Linked DNA regions of Sus scrofa: region 2 is linked to region 1. The links are chromatin contacts, called in public HiChIP or PLAC-seq maps. All regions are on one chromosome and are shown on one strand. Each heading gives the region's core, a stretch centred on a gene start, on an enhancer-like site or on the middle of the called end of the contact. The rest is flanking DNA. Distances are from core to core; before and after follow the strand shown. Region 1 overlaps ARMC2 (armadillo repeat-containing protein 2). Region 2 overlaps SESN1 (sestrin-1).

Evidence for each region. HiChIP or PLAC-seq counts read pairs in DNA pulled down with a chosen protein or histone mark.
Region 2: an H3K27ac HiChIP or PLAC-seq map of skeletal muscle shows a contact between it and region 1. The contact joins two enhancer-like sites. A contact is called at or near these places in 6 of 47 Hi-C or Micro-C datasets (brain, fetal heart ventricle, heart right ventricle and 2 more) and 1 of 2 datasets of contacts at active chromatin or transcription factors (skeletal muscle).

What each region holds. Positions count from the first base shown.
Region 1 is chr1:75,010,535-75,015,754 of Sscrofa11.1, reverse strand. All of the region lies in intron 13 of ARMC2 (armadillo repeat-containing protein 2), which reads right to left. Among named protein-coding and RNA genes, the nearest start is that of ARMC2, 89 kb to the right of the region's middle. Within about 2 kb of position 3,109, at least 44 of the 83 cell types and tissues checked have an H3K27ac peak or open chromatin away from gene starts, as enhancers often do. A contact at or near this core is called in skeletal muscle, where this site is marked.
Region 2 is chr1:75,138,960-75,144,179 of Sscrofa11.1, reverse strand. All of the region lies in intron 1 of SESN1 (sestrin-1), which reads left to right. LOC106508918 (a long non-coding RNA gene) reads left to right here. Exons shown (of 2, transcript XR_001306055.2): 2 at 1-2,190. Among named protein-coding and RNA genes, the nearest start is that of SESN1, 29 kb to the left of the region's middle. Within about 2 kb of position 2,814, at least 1 of the 83 cell types and tissues checked has an H3K27ac peak or open chromatin away from gene starts, as enhancers often do. A contact at or near this core is called in skeletal muscle, where this site is marked.

The DNA.
Region 1 (5,220 bases), core at 1,860-4,359:
CTCCCCAATCAGAGCTTTTAAATGGCTTCTCAAAGAATACAATAGCTGTATTCGGTTAGATAAATCATTACCAGGACTGATCAATTTCCCTCCTAAAATGGCACAGCCATCTTCTGAAGGATGCTAGACTATTCTTTCCTCCATTCTTCCTCTTCCTAGCTCTGGGGCTTCACCTCCACCGCCAATGTTTGTCTTTCTGGCTGGTCCAACCCTGAAGGCTTCTCTGGTCCTGTACCACCTCCATCTCTGACTGTCGATTTGCTGAACGGACACCTGGCTGTGGGGAAAAGCAGGTTTCCTTAGAGGTCCCTATTCTTCTCAATTGAAATGACCTCTATCCACTGTCACACCCTGTCGAATCAGACCGAGTGCTGCTTTTCTTGTCTGAAAAATTCTCTCAGGCGCCCTCCACTTCTTCTTCAAGTATCTCAATGGATCCGAACAGGGCACAGATTACTACACCTGATGGGGGAAGAGGAAACTCTAGGCTTTAGGGCAGGAAGAGTTAACACTGCCGCAATACCTCCCTCCCTGCCTTCAGATGGAAAAAGGAGGGGGTGGTTCCTGGCAGCAGTGGTGCCAACTGAGGGATGGCACGCAGAATCAACAAATGGGCTGGCAGATTGTGCCGTGTGCAGCACCAAACTTCCAGCAACTGCGCTGCTTGCTGTTTTGATCCTCTTAGATCTCAGGGTTGGCTAAGGCATCCCCCGCCCCCCCACCTCCGCTTTCTCAAATACATTCTCTGCGAATCGAGAGAGCATGGAATAGGCCAGAAGAGCAGCGGTCTCACAGGAGGCTGGCGGAGATGGTGTTTCCTGACTCCCATGCCAGTGCTTGTCTGGACTCATCTGGAATCCTGGAAGCAGAGGCTGAGCCGGAGCACTCTCCAAGGGTGGCCCCTGCGCCACGCACAGCACTGCCCTGGATGGTATTACGGAGAGGATGTTTATTGTTTCACAGCCCAATTCGTCTCAAGTCTACAAAACACCACTTAATTAAAATCCTAGAGAGATCTAAAAAACTAGATAAAGGCCCAAATCATCGATTGGTAGAGCCCAGCAACGCCCACAGCAGAGGGTGATTTCACCTACGCGCTTTCTACCTCGAGGGAAAAAGCCTCTCCTTCCTTCTTAGACAATATCTGAGAACCACCTATAAATCAATACTTCCCTTTTTATACCCTTTTTATTAAGCTGCACACAGAGCTCCCTATTCATACCACAAGTGTTTTGTTGAAACAGCAAAATAAAGATGAATCAGGGGAGATAACTTTTTTTAAGAAGGCTGTCTAGTATAACCAGTTCATGTCGACTTCCTAATTTTGCTTAAAATGGAATCAACCTAGCAACAGCTCTGGCCAACCAGAGCTCAGGCAGGGACACCTACCTACAGCAGCAGGCCTGACCTCGACCACGCCATCCAGGCAGAGCCTGTGGGGCGATCTCTTTGGCGCAGCATATGCTGTGCCCTGGGAGCAAGCACGTTACCCAATCAGAAAGGTCTCCACACACCCATAAATAAAACCTCTTTAAATGGAACAAACAAGGAGCAGGACCCTGCTGAACAGAGTGGGCTCTGTCAAGGTCCAGCAGCTGCTGCCGCTGTGTTGACTGTTACTTTCCAAGTAAAAAAGAAAGAGGATGCCCTGAAGTCGGGGGGGGGGGGGTCCCCCTACTCAGAGGTACAAATGGGCGCTTCAGGAGGCTCCCTGGCCCCAGAGTCCAACGCTGATGTAGGGAAGAGGAAGGACTTGAACAACCATTTCTGAACTCACAGATGGATTCCCAACCACCAGAGCCACCTCTTCACCACATGACCCTCATCCGACCCACACTGCCCAAGAGGCATCTATCATTCCTCCCTTTCTCACTCCTCTCAGCAACCAGGCACCGAGTTGCCTCCCTCTGTCATCTCAGAATCCCCCTGGGCCCCCCCTCCCCATGCCCACTCTGGCTAACTCGTCTGCAGACTCTTGTCAGAGACCCTTGAAGGGCTCCTCCCTCTGCAGCCAAGACTAACACCACTATCTTGAAACACAGCTCTTCTATCAATCCCTTGCTCAAAAACATCCACTGCCTATTAAATGCCAAAGCCAGCATCTCGTGCACCATCTGGGCCCACGTGACCACTTCCGCCTCACCTCGCACCTCCCCCCACCTGTCGCTGACCAATGGGAATGCGTCCCTCTCTGTCTCCACACCCTTCCTACTGTAGCACCTTAAATCAGCCATCTGCATAACATTGACGGTGGGAGAGGAATTCTATCGAGCTGCTGCGTAAGCATCAACCGTGTTCAGCAGACTCCATTGTTAACTTAGCAGAGGACCACTTCTCCTGAGTCAAGGAAAACATTTCAGAAAGTTTCAAGGATGGGTTGAAATTGAAGGGGTTGTAATTGCACCTAAAATCAGAAATCTCTCTTCACCAGAAAATTAATCAGGATCCCCTGTTTACATTTTGGTTAGAAATCTCTCACACAATATGGATCTTCGAGCTCAATCAGGATTTGCCATTGGCAACATTTATCTGGCTTCCCACCCCCCAAACCAAACATGAAAATTGCGTTTATAGGTGGCTTAAAGAACAGATAACATCTACAAATCGAGAAGGCAGCCTACACTGCTGCAGAAATGCTAATTAACCCTAGGCTACTAAAAGTGGGTCAACAGTTTGCTGAAGTGCTGAGCCATACAGAACAGAAGAATCTGAGATGGTGGAGGCTCAAAACCAGAATCTAAGTAGACAATCATTTTAAAACCAGAAGCACTTCTACTCGATGCCTCTCTCCACCTCTCCATTCCATCAGCAATCACTTACTGGGCGCCCACTGTATGCTTCTGAATGTGGCTATCATTCAAAAGCGCCAGGGCCATGCTAGAATTTCACTGTGCTCCGTTCTTTTTTTAAGACAGCAGACATAAGTCAGGCATTTGCACTCGGTGCTGATTGGGGTGGGGTTGGGGGGAGAGCCATTTCCACAAGGGCAAAGCAGCAGGAGACGGAAAGAATGAACAAGCTAAGGACTTATTGTGCCGCCTGCTCGGTCAGGGGTGCAGACCAAGGCCAAGGCTGAAAAAAAGAAGAGAGCTCAGCCAAACGCTCCCGGCACCCACTGGGAATGTGCCTGCCGAGGGGCTGGGAAGACAGCCACAGGGTGCGCTCCCGCCAGGCAGGAGGTGGGGGGCGAGCCAGGAGCCAAGTCGCCATCTAAAGGCGCCAGGGGAAGGGGTGGGGCAGCCTCCCTCTCCAGTCCTCACTGAGCTCCAGGAGGACGGAGGGGGAGAGGGAGGGGGCGCTATCTCTGGCCTGCCGGGCAGCTGGGGTTGCGCTGGAGCCGAACAGCTTGGAAAAGGGCAGATGTTTTTGCTTTCAGCCTCCACTCTCCAGACATGCCAGGTCTTTTCAACACCACGATGCCCGAGCATTCCAAATCAGACAGTGTTCACATGGCTGGAGACAGCCACTTGCCCAGAAAGAAGTCTCAATGGGAGGAGGGAGGCTTGGCTTTCAGAGCAGCACAAGCAAGGACACGTCCAAGGATGCCTCAGACAGTTGTTCTGAGGCTCTGATGACTGCCCTGCATCTGGAAGTTCTGTTAAACAAACAAACAAACAAACAATCAAAAACAAGACAGACTATATCTAGAAGTGGCGAGGGTCAGACAGTTGCTCAACAGACACAGGGAAGGGAATGTAGATAAAGGTCATTCTTTTTGGACTGTGACCTTTGCAAAATATTCCCAGTCTTATAAATCTTTTTTTGCGGCCGTTTACCAGACCTCCTGCCCAGCAGATATTTATAGGAGAAATGGGGGAATATCCCTCCGAGTTCTTCCAAAAAAACAAACCCAAGCGTATTTTGCTGAGCTGCTAAAAGCGGCAGCGCTGACGTCAGAGGCACCTCCGGAGGCTGGCTCTGCCTCGCAAGGCTGTGGCGGACCCGGCTCGGGCCTTCGACACGAGGCCCATCTGTGGGCACATTTGGTTGCTACCAAATGCCGTTTGCACCATGGAGCAGACAATATGTGCACGGTTCTTAAATGAGATTTGTCATTCAATTGAATTTCACTCAGCTTTACCGAATGTGAAAGTTTAGCTTTCAGACTGCACCCAGCTGACTGAAGGGCTGTGTTTCGGTCTCAGTTTTTGTCTCAGTGTATGGGAACTGGGAGTTACTAGTTGGATTGTGGATCTTGGACAAAATGAACCTCATAGACAGACATGAGCCAAAGAAGTTTCCCTTGTTCTCCCTGAGGACGTCTCTGTAAGAGCTGGGAGGAGTGGATTCCTGTTCTCTGAGACTGTTGATGAACTAGAAACGCTTGGCTACCATCACATTCTGACAAGCCCGGTCACCGAAGGGCTGTGTGCAGACAGAGGGGCTGTAAACTAAACCATGTGTTATGTAAAGCGAACAGATCACCCTCAAATTTATCTGTCGCAAATTTACAAAGTTTAGACCTGGGGATGTACTGAACTTCTCAAAGCAGGACATCCGCAGGAATACTGAGTGATTCTTCTAACAATAAAATCTGGTGACTGCTTCACAAAGAAACAAATGGACAACTTGCGGCTTCTTGTCTAGCTAACTGAGCTTAACAAGCCCTCCCTTCGGTGGCCAGTTTGAGGGTCTTGAGGGTCCTGCAGGAGTATCCTCCCAAGTAGCCCACTCTGACCAGTGCCTTGAAACCCCACCAGTGCGATGGTTGACTTATCACACCTGGTTTGGTCTCTGGGTAACTTGTCTTGGCCTAGTCTGGCAGAGAAAATTCCTGGAAGGGTCGAACGACCCATCTCATTTTCTCTGCCTAAGAAAGCGCGCCTTAGTTATTGGTGCAAGAGGCACAAGGCGTGTGGTTGTCACCACTCATTGGGGAAACCTACACAGACACCTGGCATGCCTGTTGATCTGGTTCCTACTTCGTGAGATTCACTTTCAGCCACACGCTTGCAGAGAAAGACTGACCCTGTGTGGCTGCTTTGATTAATCACTTTAAAGTCTCTTGAGGTTTTGTAGAAAACCCTCTGCTGTCAATATTCAGAGAGAAAAAAACTGCTTTAAGGAACCATCTTAATAACTTATACCACAGGTTCTCAAACCCACTCTTTATTTGAATCACCTGAGAAGCCTCTTCTTCAAAATAGACTCTCAGGAAGTTCCCTGGTGGTGCGGCAGGTGCAGGATCCTTTGTTGTCACTGCCGTGGCACAGGTTCAAT
Region 2 (5,220 bases), core at 1,565-4,064, 130 kb before region 1:
TAGACTCTCTAAAAATTTTGTTTTCTGTGCCATAGTCACAGTAACACCAGATCTGAACCATATCTGAGGCCTACACTGCAGCTTGTGACAACATCGGATCCTTAACGCACTGAGCAGGGCCAGGGGTCAAATCCACATCCTCATGGAGACTAGTCATTCTTAACCCACTGAGCCACAACAGAAACTTCCTAAAACTTTTAAGGTTAACACTGTTTCACTATTGAAGTATGTTCCTTGTGGGGGTAGTCATTGAATTTCTTCTTTTGTCTTTTAAAATAGTGTTCATTTATATCTATTGGTTATTCAAATGGTTTAGAGCTTTCACCATTTTAGGTATCTTCATGGACCCCTTTGAGCCTGAGTTCCCTTTTGGTAGTTTTTGATGCTTGTTCCTTAGACTGAAGTTAACCACTTTAGAGTTGTATGATATTCTTAGTTTTATCTTGTTAGGTTTTTGGACTGCTTTTCATTGATTCTGATAGTTTGGGCATTCTATGATAGAGTTTCTAGGAATGAGCATTTATTCCATCATCTTTCTAGAAATCCCCTTAACTTTTTTTTTTCTAAAATTAAATAACTATTTGGTAAATTTCTTGGGTTTCCACTCTGCTGCTAGATTATTTAAGCACTTTGCCATCATTTTTTCATCAGTGACTCTTTCGGAGTCCCCTCCAGATAAATTCATTTTCTCTTCTTCATATCACACATTCTGGAAAATAGAAGATTTCTTGGGTTTCATTTTTATTAAATTTACATGCCATCAGATAATCTCAGTGCTATGATACATGTCCAGATCTTAGTTATCAAATTGGTCAAATTTTCCTAAGGGAAATAGGAGCAACCCACATATGAGTCCTGCCTACTTTCTTTTTCATCCTATTCCAAAGGATTTCAATGACTCCCTTATCCTTACTACAGGGGAAAAAGGGAAATAGTAAACCTCTACCTCCATCCCCACCCCTGTTCTCCAAAAAAATATAGTAACTACCTCTGCTTCCAAAACAGGTTTGTGCTTGCATCTCTTCTCATCAGGAAGCTATGGCAAAGGGTCTGGGGAGAAAGAGATATGAATAGAAATGGTAGGTTTGTGTCTGTATATTATTAGTTTATGGATGTATTATTAAGCCAAAAATCAAGATTTGGATGGAATCTAATAAAGTATTGCTTGTCAATATAAGTATTAGAAAGAATTAATTTGGATGCAAAACTAGGGTTTCTAGAGTATTATCTTAGTTTCATAATTTGACCTTCCACTATATATATAGTAGTAAAATGGTATTAATTCTTTTACTCATTCTAAAGGTATCTCTCAAAATTTGAGAGGCGATCTCATTCTCAGCTACCTTAGGTTCTGACCATACATTAAAAGGAGTTCTTTGTAAAAAAAAAAAAATAAAAACAAAAACAAAACTTCAATATCTTCATTTTAGACTATAATTATAGATAGTATTCTGTATTATATTAGAGGAAAGATTTAAAGAAAAAAAGTATTTTAAAGAAAATAAATATTTTTGTTTCATTATTTTTCAATCTTTAATAAATGGGCAGTATTTTGTGACACAGAATATTACTATCATCCTGTCTAAGAGACAAATGTGTGATCCAGAGCATTTTCTATACCTGAGTACGCATGGTAGTTTATTTTAGCCTTATAGCCTTGTCCCTGTTAAGCCCAGTAATCTCGTTTTTTCTTTTTTCCTTTTTGAAGATCCTCTAGTCATATCATACCATCCTTGAAGACACTTCAGAAAGCAGAACAACTCTGCTTCCGAGTTTCCTCCCCTTGTCTCCATGATCGCATAGAAGGGAATATGTGAGAGGGTTAGTTAAATGATTTTTAAAACTAAATGTGTTTATATTTAGTTACTTAAAACACAGTAGATTATTTCTTTTAAAAATGAGATTTATAAGGAGATCCTGCTGAATAGCATTGAGAACTATGTCTAGATACTCATGTCGCAACAGAAGAAAGGGTGGGGAAAAGAACTGTAACTGCAATGTATACATCTAAGGATGACCTGACCCCCTTGCTGTACAGTGGGAAAATAATTAAAAAAAAAAAAAATGAGTAACAAAAAGAAATAGATCTCTGAAAATTGAGTAAATGGAAATAGGAAAAGGAGAAACTTTAACAACATTCATATAAAGCTGAGAGGCAGCAAAATAAATAATAACAATTTTGGGGAAAATGGTATTTTTTTAATAAACCTGGAAGAATATTGATAATGATTCTCAAATATGCCTATATACTAAGGGGAATAAAAGCATGTTCTAGAAGCCCCCTCAACCTCTGTAGGGCAGCTGGGAACTGGGATTCAAACAGGGCTGGGACCAAGTACCCAAGGGCTGTTTCTTTCTGTGGAAAGGTTTTATTGCTCATTGATTTGGTACAATTTCAGATGTCTTGTTCTCCCTGAGACCAACTGTGAAGTACATTTCAGACTTTGCAGGTGAAGGCATCTCTAGCAATTGTATTTTTAATTTCATGGCTAAATTCATGTTATAATATTGCTATTTTTCTATGTCTGTCTCCCCCTCCCTCCCTCATGCATGCTGTCTATCATCTCTCTCTCTCTCTATCTCACACACAACACACACACACACACACACACACACACACACACACACACACCTTTAAAATTCTTATGATTTCCGATAGTGTTTTGGTCAAGGGCAAAATTCTGTACATGGCCTCACATAATTTATCATTGCAGCTGGGACATGATGAGAAGATGGATTCTGAGAAGTCATAGGAGTAAACCAGGATGAAAAGTCACCCTCCCTATAAGGCTGTCCGTGACCTGGCTGCTGCTGGCCTCTGCAGCCTTGGCTTGCAGTGTGCTCTTCCTTGCTCTGCATGGCCCAGGCTCACAGACTATCTGCAGTTCATTTTTCAGGCACACTGTGCTCTGTTTACTCTTAGTAGAAAGCTTTCTATGTGCTTTCCCCCTTTCCTTAATAGAGCTTCTCCTCTCTTTAATAGATCTCCTCCTACTCATCTTTCAGATCTCATCAGTTGGAGATTCCTTGGCTAATAAGCCTTCTCAGACTTTCCTGACTAAATCCATTCTCTTTCATCATTCTTCAGGGCACATACTTCATTTCATTTAGATAATTCTTGGGTTAATGTCTGTCTACCACTGGAGTGAGACTTCATGTAGGTAGAGGCCTTGCCAGGTTTTCTCATCATTTATTTCTCCATCACTCGGTGGGCACATAATAATAGCTAAGTAAATATTCGTTAGCTTAATTAATTTAAAAGAGGAAGATAAAGTCAAGCTTACTGCATAACCTAAAATATTTAAGTGATACTCAATTCTGATATATCCATTTAATTTTTGTTTAAAATAATTAATACATTTATATTTATAAATAAGTGTTCAATATTTAGAATTTTTCATTTTTATGTTATTTGTAAATAAAAAGTTCTAAAATTTTTCACAAGTCTCTGTGTTAGTTAGCTGTGTTCTTTTATCCTAAGGGAACTTTAAGTTAGAAGAAACTTATCGTTGCTTTAATTTATGTTATACACATTTTAAAATCAGACATACATCTGAATTGCAAATAATATGCGTAAGATATTTCAAAGAGTTGAATGTATTTTTAAAGAAAATATTAACTTTCTCTTGTTATTGAGGCAGTTTTAATTACAAATTATATCAAGGCTCATGTACATTTATTGAATTAATCATTTTAATTTATTTGATTTGAGTTCAGCCTATCCTAATGGAAAGATTGGGAGGGGAAGTTAGAATAGTGTATGCATTACCGCTTGAGACATTGAAAAGTACCTGCCATAAATTTAATGAAGAAGGAAGGAAAAACAATTTTTTCTGATTCTTTTGGACTCTTGAGGGAAAAACTGCGACCTTCCAGTAACAAATTTTCTGAGGCTTATTAAGTGGCTCTAAGATACAGCCAGTACTGATCTCATTTAATCATAAATGATTAATTTATTCTATATAGTTAAAGTAGACTGGAGCATCCGACAGGTACTGTACTAATTATAGTCATTAATGACCTACTTTTTCTGACCTAAAAAGGTAAATGAAGGAGGGAATTGTCTTTGCCTTTCAGGGATTTTCCCCTCGAAAAGAGATTAGTTCCCTGTTGTTGCTCTTTATTTTCATATGACACTTTCCTAAGATCTTTATAAAACTTTCTAGCCACTTATGATGGATCTAGTCGCTTATGATGGAGTGTGATAATGTGTGAAAAATAATCTATATATGCATGTGTGACTGGATCACCTTGCTGTACAGTAGAAAATTGACAGAACACTGTAAACCAGCTATGATGGAAAAAATAAAAATCATTTTAAAAAATGATCTTTATAAAACTCCACAGTACTGAACTCATCTTTGGAAGAAGCAGAATGAATTCATCTTCTCCCACAGGCAAAAAGACTTGGCAGGTCAGACCTCTCTTACTCCAGTTAGAAATCGTTAAGTTTTATAAACAGGCTCTTTTGTTGAAAGAGTCTCAGCATAGATGTGGTCTGGGGATCAAGAATACATACATGGTTCAACATTGGAAAACAACTATACTTTAATTAAAAAAATGTTTTTAAGGGCACACATGAAGCATTAGTATGAAAATGCTATTACAGCAGTTCTTAAGGTACTTCCCTTAAAAGTCTCCTTTTAAGTGTTTTAGAATTTATTCCAGGAAGAAAAAAAAAAACTCAAAAAATGATCCTTTGTTAATGTTTTATTTGGTGGTGTGACTTTTTTCATAGATTAGGTGATGTTTACTCCTTAATATAAATGTGTATGTGTGTCTTTGTTATTATTTATTAATACACAATGCTTAACAGAAGCTTAGCTTTGGTGATTTTAGGCTCAGAACCAAAGGGGTACTTTGTAGAAACCCAGAGTAGGTCAGAGAGTACCATGGTGTAGTAAAGGGGAGATCCCCAAGCTTGCTCAGGTTGTCTTGCCCCTGGTGGAGTTCACTTCCATTGTTATGGTCTAGGTCTGCCTTCCTGTGAATGGAAGAAATACTCAAATTGAAGGAAAGTCTTAGGAAAAATTGTTGTAACTTTTTAGGATAATATTATCAATTATCGACAGATTCGGTGGGGACAACATAGAGGAGAAAAAAATTAGAACTGAATTCTAAATTCCACAGATCAAGAGCAAAAATATGTATAAATATGGGAGCTTCTCTAAATGTAATGTAAGGAGTGCTGTCTAGGTCTGTGTGGACTGGGAAATAGTT